Regions from separate parts of the Mus musculus genome. Here region 2 is linked to region 1. A link is a contact called in public HiChIP or PLAC-seq data. All regions are on one chromosome and are shown on one strand. Each heading gives the region's core, a stretch centred on a gene start, on an enhancer-like site or on the middle of the called end of the contact. The rest is flanking DNA. Distances are from core to core; before and after follow the strand shown.

Region 1 (4,968 bases), core at 867-3,366:
TCTTAAGGTTTCTACTGATGCGATGAGACGCCATGACCAAAACACATCTCTTCTATCCACATCACAGTTCATCATCCAAGGAAGTCAGGACAGGAACTCGAACAGGGCAGGGTCCTGGAGGCAGGAGCTGATGCGGAGGCCATGGAGGGTGCTGCTCGCTGGCTTGCTCTCCTGCCTGCTCGGCCTGCTTTCTTATAGGACCCAGAACCATCAACCCAAGGCCACCCCAACGACAATAGGCTGGGCCCTTCCCTATCAATCGCTAATTAAGAAAACAACTTACACGCTTGCCTACAGCCTGATCTACAGTTCCCAGTTGAGGCTCCCTCCTCTCTGCTGACTCTAGCTTATATCAAGTTGACATGAGACTGTTCAGCTCATAACGTGAGGTGTTCCTATCACTGAGGCATCTACCCACTACTTAGATGTTGATGGACAATGAGGAATTGGGTGTATAAATTGTAAACAAAATACATTTTTATGGAGGTACTGATTTGAAGTCACCTTCAGTGTATTTTCTCACATCTCTGACTTCAGAGAAACAAGCCATGCCCTTATGTGCATGTTTTTATGTAGGAGAGTCTGACCTTAGCCTGGGAAATGGCTGCTTTCTTGTCCTGTACAGTCTCTGTTGAGCATTTCCACCTTTTGTGAAGGGTGGGTTCTAGACAATCTAAGTGAGAAGAGCATACAGAAGAGAGTTTTTCCTTTTTTTTAAAAAAAATTATTTATTTATTTATTTATTTATTTATTTATTTATTTTGAGACAGGGTTTCTTTGTATAGCCCTGGTTGTCCTGGAACTAGATCTCTAGACCAGGCTGATCTCAAACTCACAGAAATCCACCTGCCTCTGCCGCCCAAGCGCTGGGATTAAAGGTGTATACTACCATTGCCCGCAGATTTTGCATCTTAACTGCTACAACTCACTACAACACTCCCCGTTCCTGTCATTCCAATACCTCTTTCCCACTCTCCTATCCCCTGTACCCATCTCCTCCAAGACTTTCCAAGTTCTGCTTTCTCCTGACATCTTTCCCAGGGCCCCAGCTGGAAGCTCCGCCTTCGAAGGGCTCTGCCCACAAAGGGCTCCGCCTGCCACGGACCATAGGTTGGCTCTACCCAGCACAGCTTTGTAAGGGCTCCACGTTGTCTCATAAAGTTATAGGTGATCTTCCCGAAGCCTTCCAGAAGGTTCTTCCTCAGCCTTGAGGCTCTGTTATGCTTTGACCCCAGGCTGCTTGCTCCCAAGGTCGATGAGTGTTTACCAAGATCCAAAGACTTGTTTTCCCAGTAACCCTCACAGGGGAAATTTTCTCTAGACTCGGTCCCTCTTGGCGTGAGGGGATGGAGGGTAGGTCAGCGCCTCTGACCACATTTCTTCTGGGGACTGTTTTCCCCTCATTAATCCTGCTGTCAAGATTAAGAATAGCTCGAGACCCTGCGGCAAAGGCTAATGGAGATTGTTTTGTTCTTTTTCTTCCCTCTCACCCTGTTCCTATGGAACCTTCTTCTACCTCCTTGCTAAATACACATCTCCTTTCTGATTGGACGTCACACTTTTCAAAACAAAACATGTGAGAGGCTGCCTTAAACACAAGGATGAAAATCTCCCAGGAAAACTCAAGGTTCTGTGGGCAGCAGTGTCACATTCACAATGTGGACAGGTGACGCTTGATTTTGTTTTAAACATATTGGAATTCTAGCAGTATCCAAATGCCCAGAGATTTAATGAGGGCATGTGTTCTCAGGAAACAGAAACTCACCCAAATTATGCAAGTCAAACAGACAGGATAGAAGTTAGTGGGGCCAGCCATTTCTGCCTTTCCAAACATAGTAGACATGAAGGTTTTAAATTTTTATTTATAAAGGGAACATTGCGTTTAAGGTTCCAGACTACAGAATTGCTACAACTGCAGAGAGAGTAAATTCTCTACTCCTCGTGATGTGTAATTTTAGCTCTATAAAGCGATATAAAGATTGTGACATATGTGTCAACAACTGGGGCATCAGGCCCTGGGCGATGACCCAAAACAACTTTCCTCAGACTTACAACACAGTAACTGGGAGGGTTATTGGCAGCCAGCCTGAGAGAGGCTCTGACAAGGAGCTCAGCAAGCCTGCCAAATGCGACCTCCTTCCAGAACGAGGTCAAAGTTGTCTGCAGAAGCCAAGGATGCAAAGTGGAAGTCAGAGCTCTGACCAATCAGTAAGTTAAGTCGCTGTTGGTGCCCGTCTGGAGCCAGCCGTCTGGAGCCAGCCATAGGTTTGTTTGCTCCACTGGCAATCCTGTCTTATGAATATGTAAGAGCAAGACCGTGACACTCTACACTTGTGCCCACTACCACCAAGGGAAGTCATTTAATAGTCCCGAACATTTAGTGACAACTCTTTCACACCATTTCAAGTTCACTTCCATCTTCTCTTACCGTTTGTTTTAGAATTGTCTTGTGGCTGATAATAAATAAATAAATAAATAAATAAATAAATAAATCCTACTACCTAAATTAGGGTGTGAAGATCTCCCAGCACCCAGTTCTCTGCATATGAAGAATGGCAGAGCTTAACCCCGTGCTCAGACTCAGGCATGGCAGCTCTGTCTCAACTTCCTTCCTTCCTCCCTCCCTCCTTCCTCCCTCCCTCCTCCCTCCCTCCCTCCCTCCTTCCCTCCCTCCCTCAATCCTTCCCTTCCTCCTCCCTCCCTCCTTCCCTCCCTCCCTCCTCCCTCCCCCCTCCTACGCAAATCCAGACAGGGTGAAGCCAGGACCATCACTGATTCACCATTATTAAGAAAGAAAGAGCCCGGCAGTGGTGGCCCAGCACTTGGGAGTCAGAGGCAGGCAGATTTCTGAGTTTGAGGCTAGCCTGGTCTTCAGAGTGAGTTCCAGGACAATCAGGGCTATACAGAGAAACCCTGTCTCAAAAAGGAAGGGAGGAAGGAAGGGAGGGAGGGAGGGAGGGAGGGAGGGAGGGAGGGAGAGAGAGAGAGAGAGAGAGAGAGAGAGAGAGAGAGAGAGAGAGAGAGAAGGAAGGAAGGAAGGAAGGAAGGAAGGAAGGAAGGAAGGAAGGAAGGAAGGAAGGAAGGAAGGAAGACAAAGAGGGGGAGGGAGGGAGAGAGAAGAGGGAGGGGGAGGAAGGGGGGACACAAAGAGGATAAAAGAAGACAGGAAGAAAAAGATGAGGTTTGACTTTGACATTTGGCCAGAACAGTACCAGTGGTAAGGCACACGCCACTTCAATCCTTTGTGACAGGCAGGGTCAGGGACTGGGCCGTCATGATGTATCCTCCCTCAGCAGAAGGTTTTGCTTCCCAGCTTCCTAAGCAAATGAAATGGAGGAACAGTGGTCCCCTTGACCATCAGAGATTCTTCTGTCACCAGAAGCAGATGAGATGAACAATGTATGCAAGGACTTTGGAGATAATATGGTGGTAAGAAAATGTGAGGCCACAACATACTTATGAGGTGACATATCATCTATTCCAAGCAAAAATTGGACAGAACTACCACTAACATTTTAATCCAAAATTCAAAACAAAGACCTGAAAATCAAACTGAAGCCAGTCTTGGAATAGGGGACTGACTGTGCTCTGCAAGGGAACCAAGGGCTGCAATGGGTCTGGCTTCAGCCATAGACGCCACAGGGTGATGCCCATGGAGAGACGGGCTGAAGGACAGCACAGTAACTTGGTCCAGCGTTGAGGAAGACAGCCTGGCTCCCTCATCTGCTCCTCTCTACACTGGGGTACTGGAACCCACTCAGTGAGCTGAGGAGGACCTAGATTCCTGCGTGCCCTCCTCCCTGGAGTGCCCTTAGTCTGTGGACTGACTTACAGCCATTGCAGCTTTGCTGAACAGCACAGTGAGGCCCTCTCTTTTCAGATACATTGGCTTAGCCGTTTTAGAGGCTTTTAGCACTCTTCAGAGGTTTTTAAAATTTACCCAACAGTGTAATTTCCTTAGTCTGTCTGGTGTTGCTGATAGCACAATACCAGCAGACGGGACAAATTATAAAGAAAAGAGGTTTATTTTGGCTTGTAGTTCTAGGTCCGGGTTGAGGGGCTGATCTGGCGATGGCCCTGTTCCTGAATGAGTCCTGGAATGCTGTAAGGTGCTGCATGGCCAGAGAGAGCTGGCCTGACTCCCTCATAGGATACCCACATTCAGATAACATTCTACACTCTTAATCATAGGATGGAGAGCCACTCCCTCATGAAGGCAGAGCCTCAGCCCTTGCAAATCCTGTCTCTTAGAATCTTTTAATGGGGACTAAATTTCAGCACTTTCCTTTCAGAAGGAACATTGTCAAACCACAGCAGTGATTCATATACAAGGTCTAGGCCCATATTAAGTAACGTTTTATACAGTGAATAAATTTCTAACGTGATGGGTGGGTAGATTAAAACAGTTGCCTTTATCGTCCGAGGTCTCACTCTGGTCCACTCATTTATTCTCTCGAAAACCTAAGTAACTTAATCTCCTCTCTCCGCTTTGGTTTAAGATGTAGCGGAGGGCCTGCCTCAGCAGGGTTTGCTGGGCAATCAAAATAACTATACAGCATGATCCCAGCACACAGTGCTGAGCAAATGCCTTAATGGTTTCCTATAACGATGGCGTGGATGAGGGCATTGTGCTTTTAAGTGGGATATTTTCATTTGAGTTACAGCAATGCACTACCCTCGATGTCAACTCTTGATGGATAGCTGAAATCAGGGTCCTTTGTTTTGCTCTGGACCAGATAATTTAATATTTTTCCTTCATTTCCAAAAATTACTTCTAATTAAATACATTCAACCCTCACAGAGAGGCCAAGGGCAGCCTCTGGGAAGAGAAGAGTCTTTGTCAGATGTGGTGAAGAACCTGCCACAAGGCCGTTGGTTTTGCTCACAAATTCTTCTTTGGAGGAAGAACACTCACTTGGACTTTTGGTTTTCTAATTCGATTTAATTTTTTAAAAAAATATATAGTTT
Region 2 (4,968 bases), core at 1,168-3,667, 220 kb after region 1:
GTATGTTCAATTGGGGTTTGTTGTGGTGGTGGTGGTGGTGATGGGTGTTTTGTAATAGAATGTTGGTCTTGAACTTGCTATGGAGCCGAGGATGATCTTGAACTCTTGAGGTTTCCCCTTCCCCCTCTAATATAAGATTACAGGCACGAACCACACTAGCTTTATTGAGCATTATTGACCAGGCTGGCCTGGACCTCTTACTCCTCTTGTCCCAACTTCTCAAGTGCTGGGATTACAGGTGTGTGTCACCATGCCTGACTTGCATTTTTTTTTTAAAGACAGATTGTAGGCTGGAGATCTCAGTGGCTAAGGGCATTTGCTACCCTTGCAGAGGACCCAGGTTTGCGTCCATGCACTCACATGGTGGCTCACAACCATCTATAAATCCAGTTCCAGAGGGTCTGACGCCTTCTTCTGACCCCTGAGGACACTGCATGCACAGGGTGCACAGACAGACATGCAGGCACACCACCTCAACACATTAGGTAAAAATCACATACACAAACACACAGAAAGAGGGGAAAAGCGGGCTGTGCATTCATAATGAAGACCGTGACTCTGGGGGAAATGGGCTAGAGACATAATGCCATTCCCCATGGGCCCTTCGAATCACTCCAAGTCCCAGGGGCTCACTACAAGTGGGAGAGTGAAGTTTTCCTGGAGGGGAAAAGCAAGGGTTAAGTGCCAACAGGGTGTCTGAGTCGCCCTTGTTCTTTCCCCCTATATTTGAAATCTGCAGTTGAAAACATTTATTGTTCTCCTTCAGACTTGTCTCTATGCCCAGCTTGCTTATTAGGGAGTGGATGCGTATGGCCGACACCTGATAATTCCAGTGACTTACATTTGAGTCATAGAAGAGTCTTGTTTTAGAGTACAATTTTCACAGCTTTTATATGCATATACAAAAACATTTTAGAATAGGGGATTTTTCAAAGTATCAAAAGCAAGCACTGCTTTGATTTCATTTCTTAGACGGACAAATAATTATGAAAACAGACCCTGGAATTCCCCAGAGCTGACAGATACCTTTTATAACCATGGCTGTTCACTTAGAACTGACGAAGCCCAGGCTCAGCACAGGGAAGGATGGATCCTCAAGAAATAAAGCTATGGTGGCAGGAGAGATGGTACAGGAGTTAAGAGCACTTACAGCTCTTCCAGAGGTCCCTGGTTCCATTCCCAGCACCTACACAGTGACTTACAACTGTCTGTTATTCCAGTTCCAGGCGAATCTAACACCTTCTTGTTGCCTCCGAGAGCACTGCATACATTCCATGCCCTTAAAGAGGATGCAGTGGGTCCTGGCACTCACATAGTGCCTAACAACCATCTGTAACACCGTTTCCAGAGGATCTGCAGGTACCGCATTACATGCGGGGTATGCAGACATACATGCATGTCACTATGCAGATACCTGTACACATCAAAAGAAATAATAAAAAATTAAATTAACAGTTTTGTGGAGTTGAATATATATATCAAAGAGCTATATGTTTCAAAGAGCTATTGGGAAGTGAGTTAGCTTGTGGTCATCTTGTGGTTTCATCTCCTGTGACAGCAACCCTCTGCTGTGTGAGCGATCCTACCAAACATCCCAACTTCCTTTAGGATGGTTCCTTCAGGTCATAGACTCACTATAGTCCATATTTAATCCAAAATAGGAAGAGAAAGACCTAGCAGGTAGGCAGTTGGTCAGAGGTGGGAAACAAACACTTAGTAGTCACTAAGCTGTGGTGCAGACGTAGCCTCTGTTCATGGCAGTGTGCTTTCACACTGGGGTTTCCTTCTGCTAGTGGTGGACATTGTAAGGATACACTGTGGCCCCTTAGGTGGGAAAGAATGGCATTGGTCATGGGTCATTGTACCAGGATCCGCAAACTGGCTGCTTCAGTAGAAATCTACTGAGAGACAAGAAGGCCAAGGCCAGGTATCAGCTGGTTGATTGCTTCCAAGGGCTGACTGATGGGAGAGAGTTTTGGTAGTTTGCTGGGCTTGCTGGCATCCTGTGGCTTCTGCTCCCCAGCCTCTGCCTCCCCCCTCTCATGACTCCTCCCTGCATGTTTTCTTTCTATAGGAAGGGCAGTTACCCAGGGCCCACCAGGCTCTCTTGTTACCTAGTTACATTTGCAATGACCAGGTTTCCTAATATAGCTACATTCTTAGGGCTTAGGGCTTAGAAGTTAATGGACATTTTAGAGGACAAGGTCTATCCTATCACCCTTCTGTCAACTCTACTTGCTTCTACTGCAGCTCTTAGAAACTGAGTGAGTCAGTTCATGGGGCTGTTCGTGGCAGCGCTTGCTGTGTCCTGTTGAGAACTTATTTATTCCCCACTTTCTGTCTTCCTGCTTAGCTCACTTAGTAGGAATCCAGTACACAGGGCTCAGGATTCCGGGTAAGCCAGTCTAGGAATCAAGGTGCTGGAACCAAGCCAAGCCAACCAGGCTGTCTCCATTGCATGTGTGACCTGCCACCTACTTTCTCCCTTTCTGAATCCTGAGTTCTCTTTCCTGTAGAGTGGGTGCTAACAGGCTTGGGGAGCATAAATGACAGGGTGCCAGTCAAGCTGACCCGAGATGGTAAGCTATGGTCGGTCCTTCATGTTCGCTATCAGTCATCCAGCCAGGGTCCCAGAGTTCCTCCCACCCCCCACTTTGTTCTGCTGCCGGCGCTACTTCACCTACTTCCATTGAGGAGGCTCCACCAGCTTCTCATTACCTTCTTGTTCCATATTTTGTCATTCAAGGGTCCCCAGGTGTGGCCACTGTGACACCCTCCGACCTTGCTGAAGGAGTAGCCTGCTAACAAACTGCCTCTGACCTACTTTCCAGCCCAAACTGCCTTTCCCTCTTTTTCCCCAGACAACCCAGGATCACATTTGCCTCCCTTATCTTTGCCCGGAACGCCAGCCTTTCATTCCTCTCATGTTCAGTTAAATCCTCAGACTGGCTCCACTGCCACCTATCCACAAAACACCTCCTCTTCCAACACAGAGCACCCTCTGCTTTGAACTGCAGGATCTGCCCTGTGGCAACTGAGGATCTACAGGGCCACCCTGCTGGGGCTTGTACTTTGTGGATGCCATGGCTGTGACAGTTTCGGATCCTTCAAGGCCAGGTCATCAAGTAGAAAGTAGGTCAGCTCTGAGATCTTGACCATTTTGCACTGGCCACTAGAGTGCAAATAGGTCATTGAAGAGCAAACTTTCAAGTGTCACTATAATTGGGCCAGGTGGCAAGATTTGGGACTGCCTAAACTGATAGAGCAAGTTAGTGGCTTCGCCTGGAATAGAACTGGTTACTGTTCCTAAACACGGAGTTAGCCATGCCCCCAACTCACCCACCCACTTGGAAATTTCAAAGGGAAAAACAGGCTGCTGGCATTCAGGGCAGCCTCGTGTGGGAATGGCTCCGCAGAGGCAGCTATGAGGGATCTAGGAAAATTCATACACCTCTGGGCAGCTGGAGATGGCAGAGGCGTGTGTCTCGATTGTTGTGCTTGAGTAGCAGGTGGTGGCTGGCACAATGTGGCCGTGCCTTGGGAAGCCTCCAAGGGCTAGAACTGGCTTCCCATCTTCACAGCCAGGAGTTGTCGGGGAAAACAGAAAGCACAGAGTATGAATGAATAAACACACACACTTCTACAAATGAAGGAGTTGGCCAACACAGTTGTAGGAACTGGCAAATCCAGACGGCGGGACAGTAGAACACTCCGACAGCTCATCAGAGGTCAGGATACTGCCAGCTTTCCCCTCCTGGAAGCCTCAATGTTGTTTCTGAGGGTTTTCAATTGACTGGATGTGACTACTCAATTACTGATCATACTGAAAGTCAGCTGGTATACCCACATCTGTCAATTCCTACAGAGCATATAGCCTGGTATACCTACATCCATCAATTCCTACAGAGCATATAGCCTGTTCAGTTAATTGAGTCCATGGACACCAGAAGCCTTGACAAATAAAACCACTTCAGCCCCACCTCCTCTTAGGACCTCTGCAAACATGGCTTTCCAAATTGATGAGAAGGGAATATTAATGTCCTTTTGGGCGCATTCTTGTGCGGGATAAGGGGCATGTTAAAGATTCTGCTTGGTTCCTGTGTATTGATAGAAACCCTGAGTTCCTCGACCAATCTCCAGGAAACCTCATCCTCTCCAGGAGATTGCTGAAGCCTGTTGAACAGACTCCTTCCCTTCCTATAGAAGAACTCTTGCTTTTGTGAACTGGGCTGTTGGTGCTGAGGTCAGTCTGCCTGTGGAATGTGATTGCTAACTTTAGAGAGTCAAGGAGCTGCTTTGATGTATGAGGCAGATAGAAGAGAGGGAGGGTCAGAAATAGTGTGTCAGCCGACCAAGCAGGTGTTTTCAAGTTGAAACTCAATTTCTCAAAAATCCTCTGATGTCCCACATTTCAGGTAACATTTGCCTGGATGACAGTGGAATGGACTGAAGGATAAGGAGCTAGCTTGCAAATAAGTAAATACATCAGACAAGAGGACCTGAGTTCAGTCCCTAGGACCCTCATGATGAGAGGAGAGAACCGATTCCTGCAAGTTGTCCCCTGACTTCCACATGCACTCACACACACACACACACACACACACACACACACACACACACACACACAAATAGTAGATGGATAGATAGATAGATAGATAGATATCACTTTTGTTTTGTTCAAGGCAAGATTTCACATTGAAGTTTTAAAAATTTATTTATTATTATTTTGTGTTTTGCCTGCATGTGTGAGGGATCCACTAGAACGGGAGTTACAGAGCGTTTTGAGCTGTCATGTGAGCGCTGGGAATTGAACTCAGGTCCTAGAGAAGAACAGCCAGTGCTCTTAACCAGTGAGCCATATGTTTATCCCCCTAAGACAGGGTTTCTCTATGTAATAGCCCTGGCTGTCTTGGAACTCCATTTGTAGACCAGGCTGGCTTCGAACTCACAGAGATCTACCTGTCTCTG

Evidence for each region. HiChIP or PLAC-seq counts read pairs in DNA pulled down with a chosen protein or histone mark.
Region 2: a contact with region 1 is called in an H3K27ac HiChIP or PLAC-seq map of embryonic stem cells, with 7 read pairs. The contact joins two enhancer-like sites. A contact is called at or near these places in 3 of 39 promoter capture datasets (all in embryonic stem cells), 2 of 15 datasets of contacts at CTCF or cohesin (pro-B cells and stem cell-derived epiblast-like cells), 71 of 484 Hi-C or Micro-C datasets (B cells, the C2C12 cell line, the CH12 cell line and 26 more), 9 of 115 datasets of contacts at active chromatin or transcription factors (cardiomyocytes, effector CD8 T cells, embryonic stem cells and 1 more) and 2 of 9 other capture datasets (embryonic stem cells and macrophages).

Annotation. Positions count from the first base shown.
Region 1 is chr6:51,214,530-51,219,497 of GRCm38.p6, forward strand. No RefSeq gene overlaps it. Among named protein-coding and RNA genes, the nearest start is that of Gm32403, 9.7 kb to the left of the region's middle. Within about 2 kb of position 2,117, at least 48 of the 459 cell types and tissues checked have an H3K27ac peak or open chromatin away from gene starts, as enhancers often do. A contact at or near this core is called in granulosa cells, where this site is marked.
Region 2 is chr6:51,435,479-51,440,446 of GRCm38.p6, forward strand. The region is part of intron 1 of Nfe2l3 (nuclear factor, erythroid derived 2, like 3); the gene reads left to right. Among named protein-coding and RNA genes, the nearest start is that of Nfe2l3, 5.3 kb to the left of the region's middle. Within about 2 kb of position 2,418, at least 22 of the 459 cell types and tissues checked have an H3K27ac peak or open chromatin away from gene starts, as enhancers often do. A contact at or near this core is called in granulosa cells, where this site is marked.